Regions from separate parts of the Mus musculus genome. Here regions 2, 3 and 4 are each linked to region 1. Evidence: chromatin contacts called from public capture Hi-C and promoter capture Hi-C data. All regions are on one chromosome and are shown on one strand. The core of a region is the stretch at or near the end of the contact, and the rest is flanking DNA. Distances in the headings are between cores, read along the strand shown. Region 1 holds the start of Cdh15 (cadherin 15). Region 2 holds the start of Afg3l1 (AFG3-like AAA ATPase 1). Region 3 overlaps Banp (BTG3 associated nuclear protein). Region 4 holds the start of Mc1r (melanocortin 1 receptor).

The links. Promoter capture Hi-C pulls out the DNA fragments that hold promoters and counts their contacts. Capture Hi-C pulls out chosen DNA fragments and counts their contacts.
Region 2: a contact with region 1 is called in a promoter capture Hi-C map of pre-B cells, with 2.3 times the contacts expected there. The contact joins the promoter of Afg3l1 here to the promoter of Cdh15 in region 1. A contact is called at or near these places in 1 of 39 promoter capture datasets (pre-B cells) and 1 of 115 datasets of contacts at active chromatin or transcription factors (large pre-B cells).
Region 3: a promoter capture Hi-C map of liver shows a contact between it and region 1, with 2.1 times the contacts expected there. The contact joins the enhancer-like site here to the promoter of Cdh15 in region 1. A contact is called at or near these places in 4 of 39 promoter capture datasets (embryonic stem cells and liver) and 1 of 9 other capture datasets (embryonic stem cells).
Region 4: a contact with region 1 is called in a capture Hi-C map of macrophages, with 4 times the contacts expected there. The contact joins the promoter of Mc1r here to the promoter of Cdh15 in region 1. A contact is called at or near these places in 2 of 39 promoter capture datasets (pre-B cells and stem cell-derived epiblast-like cells) and 1 of 9 other capture datasets (macrophages).

What each region holds. Positions count from the first base shown.
Region 1 is chr8:122,847,004-122,850,203 of GRCm38.p6, reverse strand. Cdh15 (cadherin 15) reads right to left here and starts at 1,830. Exons shown (of 14, transcript NM_007662.2): 1 at 1,675-1,830. The coding sequence starts at 1,716.
Region 2 is chr8:123,476,467-123,479,408 of GRCm38.p6, reverse strand. It overlaps Afg3l1 (AFG3-like AAA ATPase 1), which reads right to left and starts at 1,547. Exons shown (of 17, transcript NM_054070.3): 1 at 1,362-1,547. The coding sequence starts at 1,499.
Region 3 is chr8:122,020,544-122,023,559 of GRCm38.p6, reverse strand. It overlaps Banp (BTG3 associated nuclear protein), which reads right to left. Exons shown (of 14, transcript NM_016812.4): 12 at 2,916-3,016. Among named protein-coding and RNA genes, the nearest start is that of Mir7237, 44 kb to the right of the region's middle. Within about 2 kb of position 1,674, at least 78 of the 459 cell types and tissues checked have an H3K27ac peak or open chromatin away from gene starts, as enhancers often do. A contact at or near this core is called in liver, where this site is marked.
Region 4 is chr8:123,405,120-123,408,340 of GRCm38.p6, reverse strand. It overlaps Mc1r (melanocortin 1 receptor), which reads right to left and starts at 1,259. Exons shown (of 1, transcript NM_008559.2): 1 at 1-1,259. The coding sequence starts at 831.

The sequences.
Region 1 (3,200 bases), core at 581-3,080:
CAGGATAGGGAGGCCATGGAGTGAGCTGCGAATCTGAATCCGTGCACAGCCCACTTCCAACCCCAAACAGAGGAGCCCAAGACAGAGCAGCTGGGCCAGGGTAGCCAGGGAAAAGCCCAGTAAGGAAGCAAGAATGACCAGACGGCAGCAGCCCCAGGACCTGGTGTGTGGACAAAAGCCTACAGAAGCACTAAAGCTGGGGGGGGGGCACATTTGGGGGAGGTAGGAAAAGTTCCCCAGGCACTGGAGCTAATTTGAGTGCTGCTGTGAAGTAAGTGCAGGAGGCCAGGCCTCGGGGCGGGGCGGGTCCTTGCCCCCACCTGACTGCCGGGGCCTCCAGATGCCTGGGGGGGGGGCAGTTGCCCTAGTGCAACAGAGAGGGGGGGCTTGGTGATGGAGGGGGAGAAGAATGCTACCCAACACTACCCACCCTCCAGCCTTGGGGGTGCTGTTACTGTAGCCAGTGGGGAGCAAATCCCAGCCCAGGGTATGGAGGGGGCTCTGATGGGTCAGGGCGTTATGCACAAGACTGGGGTTCTGTGTTGGGTCTTAACTAGCCTAGCAGATGTGCCCAGGTAAGGGAATGTGGGCCCCCAAAGCTGGGGTGTTGCTGGTTGGAAGTGTAGGGCTGATGACCCAGGGCCAGCTGCAAGGGGGGCTCTCTGGCCAGGCTCCTGTCAGCTGCCGAGAACTGAAACTTGAGTAGAGTTGCAAGGCTTTGTGGGAATTTGAGGGAACCAAGGAAGTCCTGAAGTGTGTTCCCGGAAGGGACGGACCCCCCACCACACACCCATGCAATGCTGGTTGACCTCTCTCCACACACAGCAATTCTTTGTGCTCGCCACCTGTTGCCTCTGGGCGCAGAGGCTGGCCACAGCCTCAGTGCACATCTCTGTGGAAAGGGACCCTGGCAGGGACCACAGAATCCACATTCCCGTTCTGGCCAGTCCAGGACCATTCAGCAGCCAGTCTGAGGACTGCCAACAGCAGGAAAAACTGGGGACCTGGGCTTTACCCATCCTTCTTTGTGCCATGTTAAGAAGACAGGGTACCAGAGACTGACTGATCTGGGGACCACAGATCACTCCATCTCCAGGCGGATCCAGGCACAGCCGCTGGCCCGGTCAGGTCAAAGGCAGTGTGAACTGAGAGTGTGTTGGGCTACTCTGGCCTGGAGTTATTTTCTCTGGATTCTTAGGTCCTGTAGGGAAGCGTTGCAGCTCCTCTAGGACCACTGGGTAGAGACTCAGGCACCACCAAGACCAACCAGGGGCATAAGTGTTACAGACACTGTGGCTTTCTGCCCCTTCTCTCTGCCTCGTGCTCTGGAATAGAAAGACCTCTCAAGACTGGCCACCCTTAGGCTCTGGGAGGCTCCAGGGAGCACCTGTGATATGCTTCCAGACTGAAGGGACAGCCCAATGGCTGTTCCCGTGCCTCAGAGATGCTTCCAGTCCTGAACCATTTTGCTCACTGATGTGCAGGTCAGTCGCCCTCCCTCTGGAAGCCCCTAAACACAGGACACCCCTTCCTACAATGCTTCAGAGAGTGCGGCCCACCCTGGACACTGCAGGCCGCAGCTCTCAGGTTCCCCCAAAGACACTCCAGGCCAGTGGTCCCAGGAAAGCTATCCCAAAGCTAGAGGAAGGGATGCCACAGGGCTTACAAGCTTACCTGGGCAAGCAGCCCGAGGGCGAGGAGCAGAGCAGAACCCATTGAGGCAGTGGCGGAAGAGCCGAGGACAAGTGGCCGACTGGGCGGCCGGTGGAACGGGCGGTGGTGCTTCTTCTACCCCCACGCTGAGAGCATTGGGCTGAGTGACAGCGCAAGTGCTTGGGGAGCAGGCCAAGGGACTGCACGTGTGTGGTGGGGCGGGGCCAGGGCGGGGTCTGGGCAGGGCTAGGGCTGAGTGACTGCATGGGGGGCAGAGTCATGGGCGGGATCAGAGATGAGTGACAGCACATGTAGGTGGGCCTGGACAGCCACAAGAGTGTAGTGTGAAAGATGCAAGGCAGAGCCAGAGCAAAGTGATGGGGGGGGGGGGGCGATCTGAGTGACAGCATATGTGATCAGTGCCTGAGGGAGGCTCTGTAAAGTTTTGAGGTCAGCACATGTGTTGTAGGGGGCTCCTGGACTGAGTGACAGCATGTAGGGGGGCGGGGAGTGGACATTGGGGAAGAACTCAGCATGCCGTAGGCTGGGACTGAGGCCTGTGGCAGCTGTCCAGAGAGACCCAAGCTTGTAGAAGAATGGAGGGAGCCAAGCACAGTAGCCCATACCTTTAATATTAATCCAGAGGCAGGCAGATCCCTATGAGTTAGAGGCCAGATTGCTCTACATAGTGAGTTCTAGGCCAGCCCAGACAATGTAGAAAAACTGTCTCAAAAAACAAAAAGCAAAACCAAAAAACCCCAAAGTGGCCCCTAACCCAGAGGAAGGAGCAGGAGGATTGGGGGTCACGTTTGGATTGCCTGTTCAGGTTTGCTCTTCCAGAACACATCAGAGGCTCCTGAAGGCTGAGTGAAGGGCAAGAAAGACTGGCATGTGGCTTATTCTTAAGGGGTTCAGGCCCAGGTCTCACCCCACGGGCCACTCTGCCTTTGGCCAGAGCTCCTTTGCCTACCCCCTGCATCTCCCGCCACACCACATGTATGCAGCAGTCACCATGATTTTGTGGGATATCTTCTTTGCTGATAGCTTCTGGATGGCCCTCGCTGACATCAGCCGGCCATGGGCGTGATCCTTCTGGCTTGCACTGAAGAAGGCAGGAGACGTTACTGGATCCAAGGCCCAAGACAGGCACGAAGGGAGGGTGCCTGGTCCCTGCTGGTCCACTCCACTGTCCTGGACAGATCCCGCGGGCATTGGTAGAGACTTGGTTGATTTACATACATGACTGAGGTCCCAGTCCCTGACTAGAAAGGCTGCACCAGGCTTGTGCCCATGTTTCCTGAACCCCGTCAGCTTAGCCAGAGTTCCCAGCCCCTTCCCCAGGCAGTGTGTGGCCCAGTGGCCAGGGACTCCAGGCTGGTTGGGCTTTCCCTCCTCACTCTCTCCCTCAGGCCTCCATTGGTCCAGTGGCTTTAAACTACCCACAAGCTAGAGGCTTTCCAACTTGCCTGCGCTCACACCCATCTGACCCTATGCTGATCCGACCCCAATAGATCTGTATCAGCCTGGATGAAGACGTCCAGGTGGCT
Region 2 (2,942 bases), core at 298-2,797, 630 kb before region 1:
GCTTTCCTGAGCTGTCTGCCATCCCACACTGGGATGGGCGCTGATGATGCAGCTGTTGGAGTCATTTCTGTAAGTAACTCCACCAAAACTCACTAGTTCACCAGATGGACTCTACCGTGGTCTGTTGCCCGCTCCCTATCTGCCGTGGGTAATGTTTGTTCCCTAAGAGCAGTGTCACACAACACCTTTCTTTGGTCTGTTACCAGTGCTCTGTCTAGGGTGAGTGGGCACTCTGATGTCTCGCCACGAAAAGCCACCCAACCAAGTCAAAGTCCATCCAATGTACTTCTTTCACAAAGACACTGGCCCACAGCAACTCAGAACTGTCTATAACAATCACTATATGACTGATCTTCAACGGGTCACCCACCGGAACAGGATGTGCGACATGACCTGAAATGACTGTGCAATGCACAGCACTAGAAACAAACCTGAGGGCATTTTCCCGACCCACTGTGCAGCTACCTCCTCCAAACCCAGAGATTCCCCCCTACAGAGAGGGAAGCTCTTAAGCCTCAAGAAGCCCCATAAACCTTATGCTCAGAAGCTTAAAAAAAAATCCACGGGCCCCCAGACCCAAAGTTCTACAGGCAGGAAAGAACTGCTGAGGGGAGGGAGCCTCTTCAGTGGTACTGACTGTAGGTTCGCCTTGCGTTGTGACCTGTATGTGAGCCTTTCATCGATGAAACTGCTTTTGAGTCACTCCTGTTAAGTAACCTTCCCCGGTGCGGCCATATTTAATTCCAATAAGCTCACTGGTTCACAAAGCTAGAGGAATGGAATCATTTTGACCTATCGTGAGTGCCCTAGCTGGGGTAAATGGACATTTGCTCATGGACCGTTACACCACACTACTGTCATATTAAGAGGGAACAAGACCAAAACTGAATTGAGGAAGAACGGCTGTATGGCCCCTGTGATGGTAACACGCATTTATTTGAAGATGGATAATCTGCATGGATATTCCCTTTCGCCGTGGTGAGCCTCCTTACTACTGGCAGATGTACCTGTGAGGGGTGATAAAATATCTAGTAAGGCTAAACTATCTAAAAAATGAAGCATCAGTGGCGGGAATTCCATGGTGGCCATCTTTCTCTGCTTAGTATGGAGACCTACGCCTCCTTAATGAATAAAGGCTACTACCTTTTAAGTGGGGCCCTGCAATAGCTAACTGGATAATGGCTAGATCGCACCCGCTCAAGTGTTCCGATCAGCCGTAGGTAGACACTAGTGGAGTCGGAGGCAGAAATCGGGAAGACGCTGCGCCCGGCCCAGCCGCAGGCCGATGACGTCACCGCGACGCCCAGCGCGGCCCCCGCCACGCCGCCCGGAACCCGTGGCCCCAGCGCTGCCCTGCTCACCTGCAGAGCAATGCCACAGGCCCTCACGCTGCTCCAGACCGTCCCGCCGCTCCCTGCGCATCCGCCACATCGCCACAGCTTGGAGAAAGGCCAGGCCAGGGCTCGACTGCCCGCCGCCCCCACCAGCCGCAGTAACATCCCCCGGCCCTGACCTCGCGCCGCCCCCTGGGCGCGCGCACGCGCAGCAGGCGGATCATAGTGCACCACGCCCTCGGGGGCGCGCGTGCGCAGCTGGCCGCCGCATCGGCTCGGACCTCTCTTTGGGTGTCTGGTTCGCGGCCGTGCTCCTTAGGATCCTGAACCCGAGTGTCGCTTCGCGCTGCCTGACAGCTGATGGCGGATGGTCCGCGGCCAACTTGACCTAGACACCAAGGGCCTTTAGACGTATTTTAAATTTTGCATTGTCAACGACATCAATGGCTTCGGTGGGTCCTCGGGGTAACGCGGCTCACGTAATTAAATTTTGAGGCTACTTCTCCCTGGTTGAGGGTACTAGTATTACCGGTTGGAGGTGCTCCCGGTATTTTACATCCAGACTAGATGTGGTTCGAGACCTATCGTGAACAAAGGAACTGTTATTTGGTGCACGACTTGTCTCATTGATCCACGTCATAGACCCTTGTTTAATTTTACTTAACAACATTTTTATTCCTGCGGATGCGCAGGGAGCGACGGGACGGTCTGGAGCAGCGTGAGGGCCTGTGGCATTGCTCTGCGGGAGAGCACTTGGTTGGTATATAGAGTCACCCCAGTTTTGATTTGCCTGCAGTTGTGCGGACTAGCAATTTGGACTTGGCATTAGGGAGGTGTGGGTGTTCAGGATGAACCAGTTTCTGGACAGTGGGGCTGTCCACGACACACGTGGCATCTGCGTGTACTCAGATTCTACCTTGACTACATTTCAAAGGTACAGATGCCCGGGAGAAGACCATTGTCACCCATAGTGTTAGCAGTCCTTCTATGCTCCGCCCAACGGTTACCTAGCAACAAGGCCTGGCTTGCTATAAAAGGGTCTGTTCCCTCCCAACCCGACCCCTACTCCCATACCCCCCTCCATGTCTTCGCTCTCTCTGCCCCTTCTCCCCTTCTCTCTCTCAGACTTTCTTCTCTCCCTGACCCCTTTCTCCCTCTCTCCCCAACTCCTCCCTCCTTCCTCCTCTCCACGGGTTCCTGGCCAGCCTCTCCTCTCCTCTTCTCTTTTCTCTCTTTGACTGCCTCTACTCCCTTCTCAACTCCCTTCCCATGCCCCCAAATAAACTGTTCTACATTATACCTGTCCTGTGGCTGATAACTCAGGGAAAGGGATGTGCCGAGGCATCCCTCCCGCCTCACCATACCGCGCTGGAGTGGGAGATGGTGATAAAAGAAAATGAGATTTTGTATCTTGTGATTCATGTAAAAGAGTTGTCTATGAGCCCGTGGCCTGGGGCTGAGAACAAAGCAGAACAGACAGGGCTGTTGTTAAGACATTCCTAAGAACAGCTTGATTGTACAAGCAGGGCTATCTTGTCTGGGTCAACACCACCTGGCTGGAACCTCCCCTCTGTCCACTGCCCCTTGATGCCGGGTAAAGTCATACAT
Region 3 (3,016 bases), core at 425-2,924, 830 kb after region 1:
TTTGGAGCTTCAGCATCCACACAAATCAAGGGCAGCTGTGTATGCCTGTAACCCAAACAGGAAGACTGCTGGAGCTAGCCTGTAACCCAAACAGGAAGATTGCTGGAGCTAGCTCACCATCCAGCCTAGCCAAAATAGTGAGCTGCAGGTTCAGTGAGAAAGCTTGTCTCAGGAAAAAGGTAAAGACAGATGAGGATACCATCCACCTCTGTGTGCGTATACACACACACACACACACACACACACAGACAGAGAGAGAGAGAGAGAGAGAGAGAGAGAGAGAGAGAAGGGAAGAGCTACTGTGGTGGGGAGAGTGAGAGGTAAACAGGCTGTGGGGAGGGTATAAGCAGAGACACCAGGAGCAAGTCACTACAGAACAGACCCCTCGGTCCTTCTTAGCTGCATCCTTCCAGCATCCTGACCCTGTATAACTAGTGACCCTGCCTCAGAATGGACCTGGAGGAGGGACTAAACTCAGGGTGACCCTTGGGGTGACCCCAGCCCTGGATATTCTTACCACTGATTCACTTCCCACAAACCACACCTGGTGCTCACACAACTGGGCAGGGGGCTCGAGGCAGGCAATGCAGAGCCTCCATCTGCTCCTTCACAGTTGCCAGGAACCATGGGCCCCGCCCTCATCAGTGTTGTACAGTCCCAGGCAGGCAAGAACAGCAGTGGACGGAATGCCCATATTGGAGGCTCCTGTGGCATGATGGCACACCACCCTTTGGTATGGAGAAGACCATGTGGTTCCCCACAAGCAGAGACAGCAGCACAAACACCCAGTCAACTTCTAAGAAGAGCTGTGCTGTCAGATGACATGTGCCTTTTTAAAGGACACACTGCAATCGAGGACAGTGTCTCTTATGCTAATGAGGGTCTGCCAAACGAAAACACACTCAGGTTCACGGTAGTGGGAAAATATTGAGGGGGGGGTACTTTTTTTAATGACTGAAAAGCCCTTTTTAACATTTTTGAATAGCTAAGAAAAAGTGAGAACTATTTGGGGAAATGACTGCCAAAAGACTGAATATAGCTGTCCCCTTGGCAACTGCTGCTGAACTCCGTCAGATGGGCTGCAGTGACAGAATCAGGAAGTGGCTCTTTCCTAAGGACTCTTGGCATGTCTTTGGGAAGTGGTCGCTCTACCTCTTTCCTGGAGAGTGCAGTGGCTTCTGGGTCATCTCACTTCCAGTGTGAGTCCGCGCACCTATGGAGGACCTGACAGACTCTGCTCAGGGAAGAGTCAAGAGACAGCAGCAGCAGTGACAGCCTGTCCCTGCACACAGACAGCCCTCCAGACACACCTCCCTGAACCTGCTTACTGATGCTTTTCTGTATGTCAACATCTGGGCATAGGAGGACAGGAATCTCCATGGGCCATGGTGACAGGCAGTGGGCTATGCAAACACAGGGGAGCTGGCCCTCGGCCCTCTCTAGGTGCTTAAACTCAGGTTAATTAAAAGGAAAGAGGGTGTGCAAACACACATCTGGGCTCTGGTTTCCAGGCAAGCTCAAAAGTCCACATAAACACTTGCCTGGTACTTCTGCCCCCAAAACCTCAGCGTTCCCTATTCCACACCCACTCTGGCACAGCTGCTGCACAATGCTACTGGCCACACCCTCCCTCTTCAGAGCAGAGCAGGGCAACAGATGCTGAGTTGCCCAACAGCTGGCTGACAGTAAAGGCTCCTGGTTTTAGATTAAGCTAGGCCCCTTGCAGAGGGAAAAGCCTGAACAGAGTACAATGATCCAGTCTTCTAAGAGTCACTGACAGAGCCCTTGGGTTTCTCCTTCACACTGACTTGTAGGCAAGGTCATCGTCTGTGCTCAGAACTACATTTCTCCAGGCCTGGTGCTCTGCTTCATCTGACCAAGCAGGTCAACGTGAAACAAAACCTAGAATTTTATATTTAGGAAAGAGCAAGCAAGAGCTCCTGTTTGGGGACGGCCATTGGTGGCAGACTTGGTTAGAGCCTTGGCTCTTCCAGACTCTTGACCTTTCATGGGTAGGCAGGGCAGCTTGGGCTCTCTCTTCCCCTGCATTTACCCAGAATACCTCCTGCTCTCTTTACTCAGCAGTTCTTGTGGATCTTATTGGGTCCCACATGCTTCTCTGCCAACCCTGCAGGCTAGCGAAGCCATGCTCTACAGACAGATGAACATTTCCCACACAGCATCTGAGTCCCCGGAGCTTCCTAGTCTCACTGCAAGAACCTGAGGTCAAACAGACAGGACAGTGTCTATGGAGGATCTTTGGCCCACGTGTACCTGGCTGTCTCCCCTGACCTACCCTGGGCCATCCACCAGGGTAACCCAAGGACAGGCAGTGGGAGGGGGGGGGGGTTCCTTGAACAGCAGAAGCAGCAGCTTCAGAAGGAAGGAAAGGACACAAACACCAGAACTGCTGCAATAGCAGAATGGCCCTGTCTCCAAGAATGAAAGGCTCCGTGGGACGAAGGCTCCAAGCTCAGCAGATGGGCCTGACTTAATGGCCATTCATCAAGCCATATGTCTTCATATGCCATCAATTGTTTCGTATGCCTATACACATGTCTTAAGACACATGTGGTCATAGATGTGCACATGCACACATCTGCATGTAAAGTCCATGCCTGTTCACAGTGACCTTGTCAGCAATGCCAAACCCCTAACATGCACCTCCACTCTGATGTCTCTGGCTGCCCAAGCAAGCTCTTAGCCTCAGGCCTCTGTGGGATTCAGCATAGACAGTGGCAGTCATTGTGGCAGCCTCTGTAAGCCTGGGCTTAGTGTGTGGCACAGGCTCTGTAAGGACCTATGGCAAGCAGGACGTGCCTGCTGTCCAGAGCTCTGACCTGACCCTTCTTTCAAGGTCCCTGGAAAACACTGGTCAGGCCACCCACATCTCCCGACAAGAAACACTTACAAACCTGGATCATTTCATTTCCAGCAGGCAGATCAAGTGTGTCTCCTCCCAGAGGCCAAAGCTGGGAGGGATTAGCCTGGGCCACTGAGTCACCGCTGACAGGAA
Region 4 (3,221 bases), core at 10-2,509, 560 kb before region 1:
GTTCTTGAAGATGCAGCTGCAGGTGGGGTGCTGAGGGCAGAGGACGATGAGCAAGAGATGCAGGAAGAAGGGGCCCCAGCACAGGAAGAAAATCCCCAGAAGGATAGTAAGGGTGGCAGCACCCTTGAGGCAGAAGCCTTGGCGGATGGACCGCCGCCTTTTGTGGAGCTGGGCAATGCCCTGAGCGTGCTGGCACGCTCTCGTGAACATGTGGGCATACAGAATCGCCATGAGTGCCAGCATGGCTAGAAAGAAAGTGACGAGGCAGAGCAGAACGGCTGTGTGCTTGTAGTAGGTGATAAAGAGGGTGCTGGAGACGATGCTGACCATCCAGATGCCCACGACAGCCCGTCGTGCTCTGGGCAGCGTCACGATGCTGTGATAACGCAGCGCATAGAAGATGGAGATGTAGCGGTCTATAGCAATGATGCCCAGGAAGCAGAGACTGGACACCATGGAGCCACAGATGAGCACGTCAATGAGGTTGTCCAGCTGCTGCACCAAAGCCACTCTGGCCACCAGGATGCCCGCCTCCAGCAGCAGGATGATAGTAGTCTCCAGCACGATGCTGACACTTACCATCAGGTCAGACAGGGCCAGGCAGCAGATGAAGTAATACATGGGCGAGTGCAGGTTGCGGTTTTTGGTGATGGCTATCACAACCAGCACATTCTCCACCAGACTCACCAGCCCTAGGCTGAGGAAGAGGCCATCTGGGATGGACACATACAGGCACCAAGGCTCTGACTGGTTGGTGGCCAGTCCAAGGTGAGAGGTGGCATTGGAGTTGAGAGAACCCAGAAGACTCTTCTGGGGCTCCTGAGTGGACATAGTCTTGTCAGGAAGTAGGAAGCGGTCTGTGGAGGCTGCAGCTCCAGGTGGTATCAGCCCCCAGCTTCTGATTCACTTCATGTTGTTGTCGGGGGTCTCTGACATCCCTCAGACCGGCCTCTTTCCATACAGGCACGCTCCGATTTTCCTTTACACTTGTGTTCTTTCTGGCTGGACAGGCCAGCCTCGGCATGGCATAGACACTTCCTGCTGAGGACCCTGAGCTCTGCTCATGGACTCTCACTGCCAGTGTGAAGTAGCTTAGCCTTCTGCTGTTCTCCCTGTCTCTTCCCAAGTGGCTCAGGTAGAGACATGCCTAAACTCAACACCTCCAGACTTCTTGGTTACTTGCCTCTGATATATGTCTGGTTCCTTTCCCTCGCCAAGCCAGGGTAGACGGGACTCTGGAGAAGAAGGGAGCTTTTCTCTTAATCTTTTAACTCATCCCTGGAGCCCCTCCTCCTGAGGGTGGCCACATGATGGGCATGTGCCAGGGATGTGTAGTGCCCCAGGCTGCCTCTAGGGGGCAGAGGCAGCACCGAGAAACCGGAAAACTAGCTTTGGACTCCAACACAGGGTCTTGCCTCTCCCTTTTGTGTTCAAAGCCCCTGTGACTTACCAATCTCTTTCAGGCATTCAACCTCACTAGAACCTGCCCTGAGTGGCCCTACCTAAAGCTCCAAGCCCACTTCAAAAATCACTTTCCTGGGTTGTCTGAAACCTCCTTTCTCTCTCTCTCAGGCTGCGCTGCCTCAGGCAGCCACTGGGTGTGAATGAGGCACCCCTACCTCCCACCTTCATTCCCACTCTCCATTAGAAGTGTGCCAATGGCAGTGGCATTTCCACCTGAAGCTGAAGATGTGTTCATATAGCAGCAACTCAGCTACTGACTTCAAGGTAGCTTTAGGGGCTGGTCCAAGAACTTTGAGAATCAACAAGTAGAGGCAGGGCCAAGGCAGGAAAGAGCCCTATGCCAAGGGGCTCAGATGAGCTCTGGCAGAGCTGATGCTTAAGTCCCTCATGGGCCCAAGCTTGCTGAAGCCTCCCTTAACTACAGTTCTGGGTGTGGTAGGAAGCTGACTGACTAGAGGGGGCCCCGAGGCTATTGGCCAGCAAGCTTTGGTCAGTCACATCCCATCTTCTTAGTCTCACCCCCCACCCCTTCCCTTGAGGAGTCTCATTTCCGCTGTGGAGCACATGCTAGCCCTGGAGCCAGGAACCACATCAGGGCAGATCTGTCTCCAGCCTCTGTGGGCCAGCAGCTGGGCATGTGACTATTCATAGTGGTCAGGATAGCACGCAGTGGTGGTAGCAACCCACCCTTGGTTGCTGCTGGACTCTCTCCATGGTATCCAATGCTGTCTCAGTAGCACTGGATGGCCCCTTCTGCATACAGGTGAGGAGAGTAACTTAAGAAAGGCAGCAGAAGCTGGGCTGTGGTGGTGGCACACGCCTTTAATCCCAGCACTCGGGAGGCAGAGGCAGGCGGATTTCTAAGTTCGAGGCCAGCCTGGTCTACAGAGTGAGTTCCAGGACAGCCAGGGCTACATAGAGAAACCCTGTTTTGGAAAAAGAAAAAAAAAGAAAAGAAAGGCAGCAGGGGAGTGAGGCAGGGCTTCGCTGGAGGGCACTTTCAGTGTCTGTAACAGTCCCCTTAAGAGTCATTTCTGTTGTCTTGAGACAGGGTCTCACTATGTAACCTGAAATAGACCTGCCTCCCTCTGCTGCCAGAGTGCTGGCATCAAATGTGTGCTCGACCACGTTCAACTAGGAGTCAGTTCCTTCTTTGCCAACTCTGGCAACGTCTGCTCACAAGGTGGTTCCCAAGCCACAGAGCAACACTTAAAGCATACATTAACAGACGTTGGTCTTTACTCCTGCAATAAATGACAAATAGAAGTGACACCCTCTAAGTCAAACGTGGTCAGGTCTATTTTCCCGGATCGCTTGATAAGATACAACTTACAGCAGAGTTGTGTTGGGCCTCCCTGGGCCTCAGGACTATCCACTGTCTGTCTCAGAACCTCATAGAGAAAAGAATCCTCAGGCTTATACTTTGTTCACACTAAGGCACCTTGTTAGTTAGGTGATTAAAACATTCAGGTTGTGCAGCGTCCGCCATGTCGATGGCCCATGCTGGACATTTGGCAGCCTGTGGCCAGCCTCATCATGACTAGCTGTTGGTAGGTCCTGTATACCGTCTGGCAGACACACACATGTGCTTATGTGTATGACCCCGACCAGTACAACCCTGCAGACATGACACAGGTACTCTTCAGCTTTAGCAGATCTAGCCAAACCACCCTGCACACTGGTGGATGGTGGACCTGATTTACAAACTGTTCACACCCTCAGGTGTCCTGTGTCACAGGGACAGAGGAGGATATAGT